Linked DNA regions of Anser cygnoides: region 2 is linked to region 1. A link is a contact called in public Hi-C data. All regions are on one chromosome and are shown on one strand. Each heading gives the region's core, a stretch centred on a gene start, on an enhancer-like site or on the middle of the called end of the contact. The rest is flanking DNA. Distances are from core to core; before and after follow the strand shown.

Region 1 (3,743 bases), core at 490-2,989:
CTTGTTCTGCTGCTCCAAGAAGCGCACCTTGTCGATGTAGTTGGCGAAGCGGTCGTTGAGCTCCTGCAGCTCCACCTTCTCGTTGGTGCGGTTCGCCTTGAACTCCGTGTTGATGGCGTCGGCCAGCGTGAAGTCCACGGCGTCGTGGAGCCGCATGGGCGGCATGCTGCTCCGCAGCCGCACCGAGGTGGCCTTGGTGGCGTACATGCCGCCGGGCGAGGCGGACACGAAGCGGGCGCTGCTGGGTCGCAGCGAGCTGCCCAGCGAGTACCGGCTGCTGCTGCTCGTCACGTAGCGGCTCGACGTGCCGGGCCGGCTGCCCCCGCCGAACATGCGGCGGTACGAGGAGTTCTTGCTGCTGATGCTCATGGCGGTAGCGGCGGAGCAGAAGAAGAAGCGGGCTTTGTAATCCGGCGGGGAGCTGAGGCGAGGCGAGGCTCTGAGGAGAAGGGCGGTGGCCCCCGCCCGGGCCCCATCTTTTGAGGCGGCGCCGGGCCCGCCCCGAGCCGCCCGCCGCCAATGGCCGCGCCCGGCCCGCGGGGAGGGGACGGCACGGCCCGGGGGGGGGACGGGGCGGGGGGCTCCTGGCGGCGCAAAGCGGGGCGGGGGGCGGCACCCGCGGGCTGCCGAGGGGGGGCTGTGGCTGCCCCGACCCCCCACGCCCCCTCTGGAGCCGGCGCAGTGATTTGGAGGGCGGGTATGGAAAGCCCGGAGCCCGCGCTGGGGCTGTACACGTAGCGCTGAGTCTTTCTGAGAAACCGTTTTTTTTGGTGTGGTTTTTGTTTTTTTTTTTTTTTTGGTTTTCCCTCTTTCTTAACTTTCTGAAAGACAGGAAGGTTAGGGGAGAGTGATGCTAACTCTGCACAGAGGGCTGCCAAACGTCCAGCACAAGCAGAAAAATGAAACGTTTCTGTCTTCCTTTGTCACGAGCAGCCCCCTCAGCTACCTCAGCGCACACACGGCACTTCACGGTGTCCACAGCACTTCACGGTGTCCTCCTCACTTCACAGCACTTCACGGTGTCCTCCTCACTTCACAGCACTTCATGGTGTCCTCCATCCACTCGGGTCTGGCCCTCGGGTAACCGCGGCCCCGGGCCGGGGCTGGTTTTTAGTGTGGATGCCAGGATGATACTGAGAAGCTGCAAGCGGGATCTCGCTGTGCTTTTGGACACAATCCCTGTAACAACTAGGATAGCAGCAGGCTTGGTTTTAGCCAAGGCTTTTTAATAGGCTTTTGCTTTTAATTTCAGTAGGCAAACCACCAGAGTCCTCGGAAGGCCCCTCTCCGAATGATAACTATTCACTAGACTTGATCCCCAAATAGCCTCAAAGGCCAGGCAAAAATCCCAGTGTTTCCAGAGCAGTGGTGCTACCCAACTGGGGCTGCCCAGCGGTAGAGACGAGTGATGTTGGTAGTACAGGGCATAGCATGTGGCAGAGAAAAACTAGACTGAGTAGCAGTAAGAACACTCCCCAAGATCATTTTCAGCATGAATGCAGAAGTAATTTAAGGGAGATGATGGAAGCCCATATCATTTAGAGAGTATAAAACTTGACTGGCCAAAGCATGAGGCATGTTCTCTAGGGAGCAATCCTGCAGTGACATATCTCATAAGTGACACATTTTTCCTCTTTGTGATAGGAAGTGACTGATATAGCATAGAGATATTAACTGTAATGTATTCCTTCAGCACTTATGGGATGCAAAACTACCACTGATTTTTAATTCTTTTCAACTTGCAGTCCTGCAGAAGCAAGTATCTGCACTGGAAATTCTGATAAACCTGAACACGAGCAGTGGGCAGACGGTAAGGTCATTTTCTTACCCCAATTCACAGTGAACACAGCTATTCTGCTTCAGGTATTGTACCTTACGAGGAAGAATTGAAGCCTATATATTTTATTAATTTTTGTTTGTTTGTTTGCTTTTGGTGTGTTTTAGTTTGATGGCAACAAGAAGTAAAGGAATACAGTTTGTGTCTAAATGTCGGTAATTTTCTTTGTCGTGCACAGAAGCTTAGTAGCAACAATGAAGCTGACAAGGTTGAGCTACTGAAGTGCTTGCAGCATGAGTCCTAGCCTACAGCCTGCTTCATTCACGCCCTGAATAGGAGGTAGGGGCCATTCAGCCTTCCTGAGGCTGGCTGGCTCTTCGGTCCTCTGACAGTGCTTTGTTCAAGCCATCAAGTTTGAGCTATAAGGCTCTGTGAGTCCTGGCACAAAAGTACACGCTTCTTGTATGAGCAGGCAAAAAGTAAAGCGGCACATAGCATACAGCCTCACAGAGTAAAGACGCTTTACTCAGCAGCGCCGATAGTTGTAACAGATTGTTGGTTTTTGAAAGGTGCGCCATGCTCAATCTGTTTCTCTTAATAGACCACAACTTGTTTCTACTCCACAAAACCTTTTATGGCACACACATGCAACTGTCATCCTTCTTTCAGAAAATGCTTTGCCCCTAAAATTCAGGGAAGTGTTTGTTCTGGTAAATAAATATGACCTCCTTCCCCCTTGTTTCGAACGTAATTTCCATATGTTTATGCCAATGCTACCATATGTACTCTTGGCTACCTGCCTCATTGCTGTTTCTCACTGTGAAATTTTCCTAAAAATGTTAGGATATTGTCAGTTGTCAGACTTACAATAAACTCTAAAGTGCCTTTTGCTGGTTGGCATTTAACACAGGTGCAGAAATGGAGGAAGCTCCAAGTTTCTTGTAAGGCTGTGATAAACATAACCTATATTTGCATCCCAAACCCAAAGGGGAACAAAAACTGGGCTCTTGAAATGCAGAAAGATCTCCACAGTACTTGGCAGCAAAGGTATCTCAGCATAGCTGTAAAAATCATGGAGAGTGTACTTGTTTGAACTGAAATAAAACCACAGTAATAGGCCTAATTTTAAAGAAAGTGCCATGGGACTCTTGGAGACCCTGGCCAGTCAGGATCTTGACCACTTCTTACATGAAGGATACACAGCTAATAACATCACTAAACGCCACGTAGGGGATTATTCATAGACTGGTCTGTTAATGAAGGATCACCTGCATTGTTCATTGCCTTCCTTTGCAATTCAGTGCTCAGCCAGGCCAGCTGCTGTTCAGCCTGCTGCCACTTATCTCTGCAGAGGTAGATCAGAAGAAAGCCAATGGCACTCTGAAAAGGAAATTTGTATTTTTCTTGTGAGCCTTTCGGCTGCTACATTTGTTTTTGGCCTTCTTAATTTTTATTTTTTTATTTTTTTGGCCAGAGAATTGATGTCTTGGTTCACAGCCAAGAATAAATACAGAATCAGTGCCTATAAGTGTAGCAAAAAAAAACTGGATTGTTGCTTAACTTTCATTAACAGGGAAAAAGGGTATGCATAGGGAGAGAGTGCAGATGCCTAAACTATTTTACACTGAAAATCTGTTACACTAAGAATGAAAAATCCTTTGTAACAGTCAGAACTTCTCTGACAAGTAGGTGTTGGTCTGAAAACATCACTGAAAATAATGAAATTCACATTATTTTCATTTGTTATTTGATTTAAACAGCAAGAAACTAGAGAAATTTCGTCCAAATATTGAATGTGCTTTCCTATTATTATAAACTAAACAGATTTGACTCATTTCATTAATTAGATTGCTGCACTTTCAGTGAAGATTCTGCCTTACAATATGAAATGCTCGTTGTTTTTTTTTTTCTAGAAAGTATGTAATGACCCTTAAATGTAAAATATCCACCAAAAATATCCTGCTAT
Region 2 (3,743 bases), core at 730-3,229, 110 kb after region 1:
TGACTGACGTCCTAGCAACTAACACCAGGTTAGGTAGTTGTTTTAAGCATTTTTCAAGGGAATTCCAAGACCTTTACACTTCTAAAACAATATTTCCCCTCCCTTTTTTTCTTTCGTTTCTTTTTTTTTCTGAGTTTAACTGCAAGGCAGAAGTTTCCAAAATGACTGCAAAATGTCTGCAGAAACTGAGCATATGCCATAATGCAGTTCAGCTGCAAGAAACTTTTCTGCAGTACAGCTGTCCATATAGCAGTCCATATACAGCAAGACCATGCATTTCTGTGCTGTGAATTTTTTTTTAAGATGTTCTACTTGGATCAGAATGGTTTCAAATTCACTGTTGTTTCAATGAGATCTGAAGTTATGCAGCAATTTAGAAGTTCTGCCTCCTCATTTTTGTTTATCCCTAAACACCAAATCTTATTTTTTTTTCCTTTGTTGTCATATACAGCAAAAACTCCATTTATTTTAATAGAAGCAAAATATAATGTGATTTTTGCAAACAATGTAAGCACTGGGAGAAGGTTTGTGTTCATTTAATGGTGATGCCAGCAATGGAATAAGCTTAATTAGCTGAGATGATTACATTATAATCTAAACTTTTCCTATTTCACCATCTGAATAAATAGGCAGGCTACTCTTCTATGAGTTACATTCTAGGTCAAATAAAAACTTACTTCTTTGCTTGCTTAAAAAATAGGAAAAGGATAGGGTACATAAAGCTGTGTGTTTCAAAATACAGGACCGACATTTCTCCTGCTTTTTCCTCTTAAATGCAAAATCCATGCATATATACACATATATTTATGAGTGTAAATATATATGCATATACATATATGTGTATATATTCAGCCTGAACACCATTTAAATGAATGTAATTTCTTTGATATCTTTTCTGATAATTTGAGCTATCAGCCAAGGCAGATTTCAAAGCTTAATACAAGCATCTCAGCCAAGAGAATTTGTCTTCATCGGTAATGCACAAATAATATGAAAAATACTTACAGATTAGTTTTCCTTCATTGCTTGTATCTGTGGTGAAATCAAAGAAAGGGATAATGCTACAAGAACTTTGTGTCTAATGAAAACGGGGAAGATATTGAATAAATTAGGGATCAAATTCTAAATTCACTTTTAAAAAATTCAATCTCTGAACTATTCTTGTAAGTATCTTGTTAAAATCAGCTATATTTAAAAAAAAAAAAAAAAGGCATAACAGAAATGATTCTTATCTCATCCATACAAGAGCCTAAACATAATACAGAGGCTTTCTTCCAGCTGGCCAGAGAGTTCAGGTATTACATTTCTGCTCTGATACAGAGGTTTCTGCTCTCATGTGCAGGTCAGTCAAAATAGTTCACATATTTGCAAAGAACGGTGGGTCCTTTTTTCAGGTGTTATTCAGCAAATACCTGGGCATAAACTCAAGCAATTTCAGTTTGCAAACAACTAATAAAAGATTGGCAAGATAAGTTCTGCACATTCATTGTAAGAAATGAATCACAGAGATCTGAGCTTTACCTCTGCTTTTCCTTTTATTTAATGAAAACCTTTCCTGGGAACATTTGTAGCTGGAAGAAAAGAAATGGCACATTAACAACAGTTTGATGTTCTTATTCATGGGCTTCACAAGCCTCATCCAGAGAATATTGATTGAGCTCAGAGAAAATATAAACCACTCTTGGAGAGAGCATGACTAATCTGAACGCTACCTGCAGGGGCTACAGAAAGCTCTGGGCCTCAAACTGCAGCACACAGGCTCTCTGAGCCATTTCGGGTTGAAATTTAAAAAAAAAAAAAAAAAAAAAAAGCCTTTGTGGCTATCAGGAAACTCTTAGTAGGAGAAGCTGAGTCATAACTGCCTGTTTAGTTTTAAAATGTTCCCAGCTTTCTTCAGGCTGAGATAAATAGCAACTGGCTTTGTTCGTGCCTGCTGAAACTCCCCTGCCTCCCTGTCCGCGCCCCCTCAGGAGCCCAGCCGTGCAAGTCTGCTCGTTGGGAAATCTTTCTGTTTCCCAGGCTGGCAAGGCAGCCTTCCCTTCTGCTCTGTCCTCAGCGGCCTTGTCATTCCTGCTGCCGAGGGAAAGAGAGTAGCGCACCCTGCAAATTCACTTGTAGGACTCTCCCCACATGCTTTTTTTTTAGTCCCCAGTTTAAAAAAACAAACAACAATCTGGTTTCCTTTGAGGAAAATTAAGTCATTTTCTGAAAGCACTGGGGGAAAAAACAGGGTTGTGAGTTACACTGAAGCCGCTTTCCTCTCCTTCTCTCTGCTGAAGGTTCCTGGATAGCAAACTCCCAAGGGCTTAGCAGGTACCTGAGGGTGCCAGCAGGCTTCAGGGAAGCAATTGTACTACCTTCTTCTGTTGTTTTTGTCTCTCCAGAGGGATAGAAGGCAGGATTGGTTTCAACTACACTTTGAGGCTTCTTTTACTCCTTGACTGAGACTTCTGTAGCTTGACACCAGCCTCGTGGCTGCAGGGCAAACGGCAGCGTGACAGAGCGTCACGTGCAGCGAGGTGGGGAGGAAGACAAAAAAGAGCTAAGCCTGCGTCAGTTCACCTGTAGGGTCACCCTAAGCCGTGAAAAGTCCTTTCTGGGCTATAGACAACTATTGTTCAGTTGCGGGTATTCTTGGGTTTAAGAGGCAGATTTCCTGTGAGCACTGGATAATGCAGCGTGACAGAGATCCGTGTCGCACAGCTGGCGTGCCTGGAGACATCTTCCTCGTGTCTGCAGTTAGAGGGCTCTTGTCTAGTTTAAACCAGCCTCGTATTGCTTTCCTCCTTTTCAGAACTACTGCTCGTTCATAGATTTGCATTTTGCAGTCCTAGAAGGCATCAGAGCCAGCTGTGGCAGAGTCAAACTCAAGTTTTTAGTGAGGAGCTGGAAGACCCCATGGTAAAGATTATGGCAAGTGCTGCCAGGGATTAGCAGCCACTCTTTCACAACTGCAATTTTACCACATAAGGAGTAAAGAAAAATATTTGTGTTTAATTGAAGATCTTGATTTATAGCTTCCTGAAGAAAAAACGGTGTTAAGGAGAGCAACTAGGAGAGTCAAGATACCTTGTTCAAGTAGCAAATTATTCATAGATTTGATAGAGATTAAGGGAGTCTTGCATTTTTGTGTGGATTAGTGAGCAGATCAGGGGGATAGTTTATTGGTTTTATGTTATAAAATGTCTCTTCTAAATAAAAGCTCTGATACTATCTATCACTTCTGGCATACCACAATTTTTGCCTCAGGGAATATACAGCTCATGGTTTGTTAGCTGGTTCTATTAAGTATTTTGGGTCTTTTTTGCTGTGTGACAGAACCTTCCCTCTGGAGATGAAGCAAGAGAGATTGATGGAGTGTGGGCTTTACTTACAAAGCTCGAGTGACCCCGTAAAAGCTGTGTTAGCAAAAGATTAGCTAGTGCCTAAATGAAGCCATTGAGGCCCTGCGATGTGGAGAGAAACAAAATGCTGCTGCAGGACAGAGCGACACACACATGAAGTCAGAACAAATGCAGAACTTCTTTGCTTTCTGCATGTGATGAATACACAGCCACTCCATTGGCTTCTGCAAAGGTGGTGTTTCATGATGAATGTAGCTGACCTTAGTTTTTCCTGACACTAGAAAGGACTCTTGTGCCTTCTCACCCCACTGACACCGGCACCTAGGGACTGTGTCAGTGATAACGTCTTCCCAGGAAACCAAACCAAAGGAGGCAAGTACAGCATTTATATATGCATAA

Evidence for each region. A called contact is a pair of places that touch in the nucleus more often than the background predicts.
Region 2: a Hi-C map of granulosa cells shows a contact between it and region 1, with 1.6 times the contacts expected there. The contact joins the enhancer-like site here to the promoter of TRDMT1 in region 1. A contact is called at or near these places in 2 of 7 Hi-C or Micro-C datasets (granulosa cells and liver).

The regions. Positions count from the first base shown.
Region 1 is chr2:22,104,118-22,107,860 of Taihu_goose_T2T_genome, forward strand. It overlaps TRDMT1 (tRNA aspartic acid methyltransferase 1), which reads left to right and starts at 1,740. Exons shown (of 12, transcript XM_048061821.2): 1 at 1,740-1,810. It overlaps VIM (vimentin), which reads right to left and starts at 460. Exons shown (of 9, transcript XM_048061750.2): 1 at 1-460. The coding sequence starts at 369.
Region 2 is chr2:22,218,197-22,221,939 of Taihu_goose_T2T_genome, forward strand. All of the region lies in intron 28 of CUBN (cubilin), which reads left to right. Among named protein-coding and RNA genes, the nearest start is that of CUBN, 63 kb to the left of the region's middle. Within about 2 kb of position 1,980, at least 1 of the 3 cell types and tissues checked has open chromatin away from gene starts, as enhancers often do.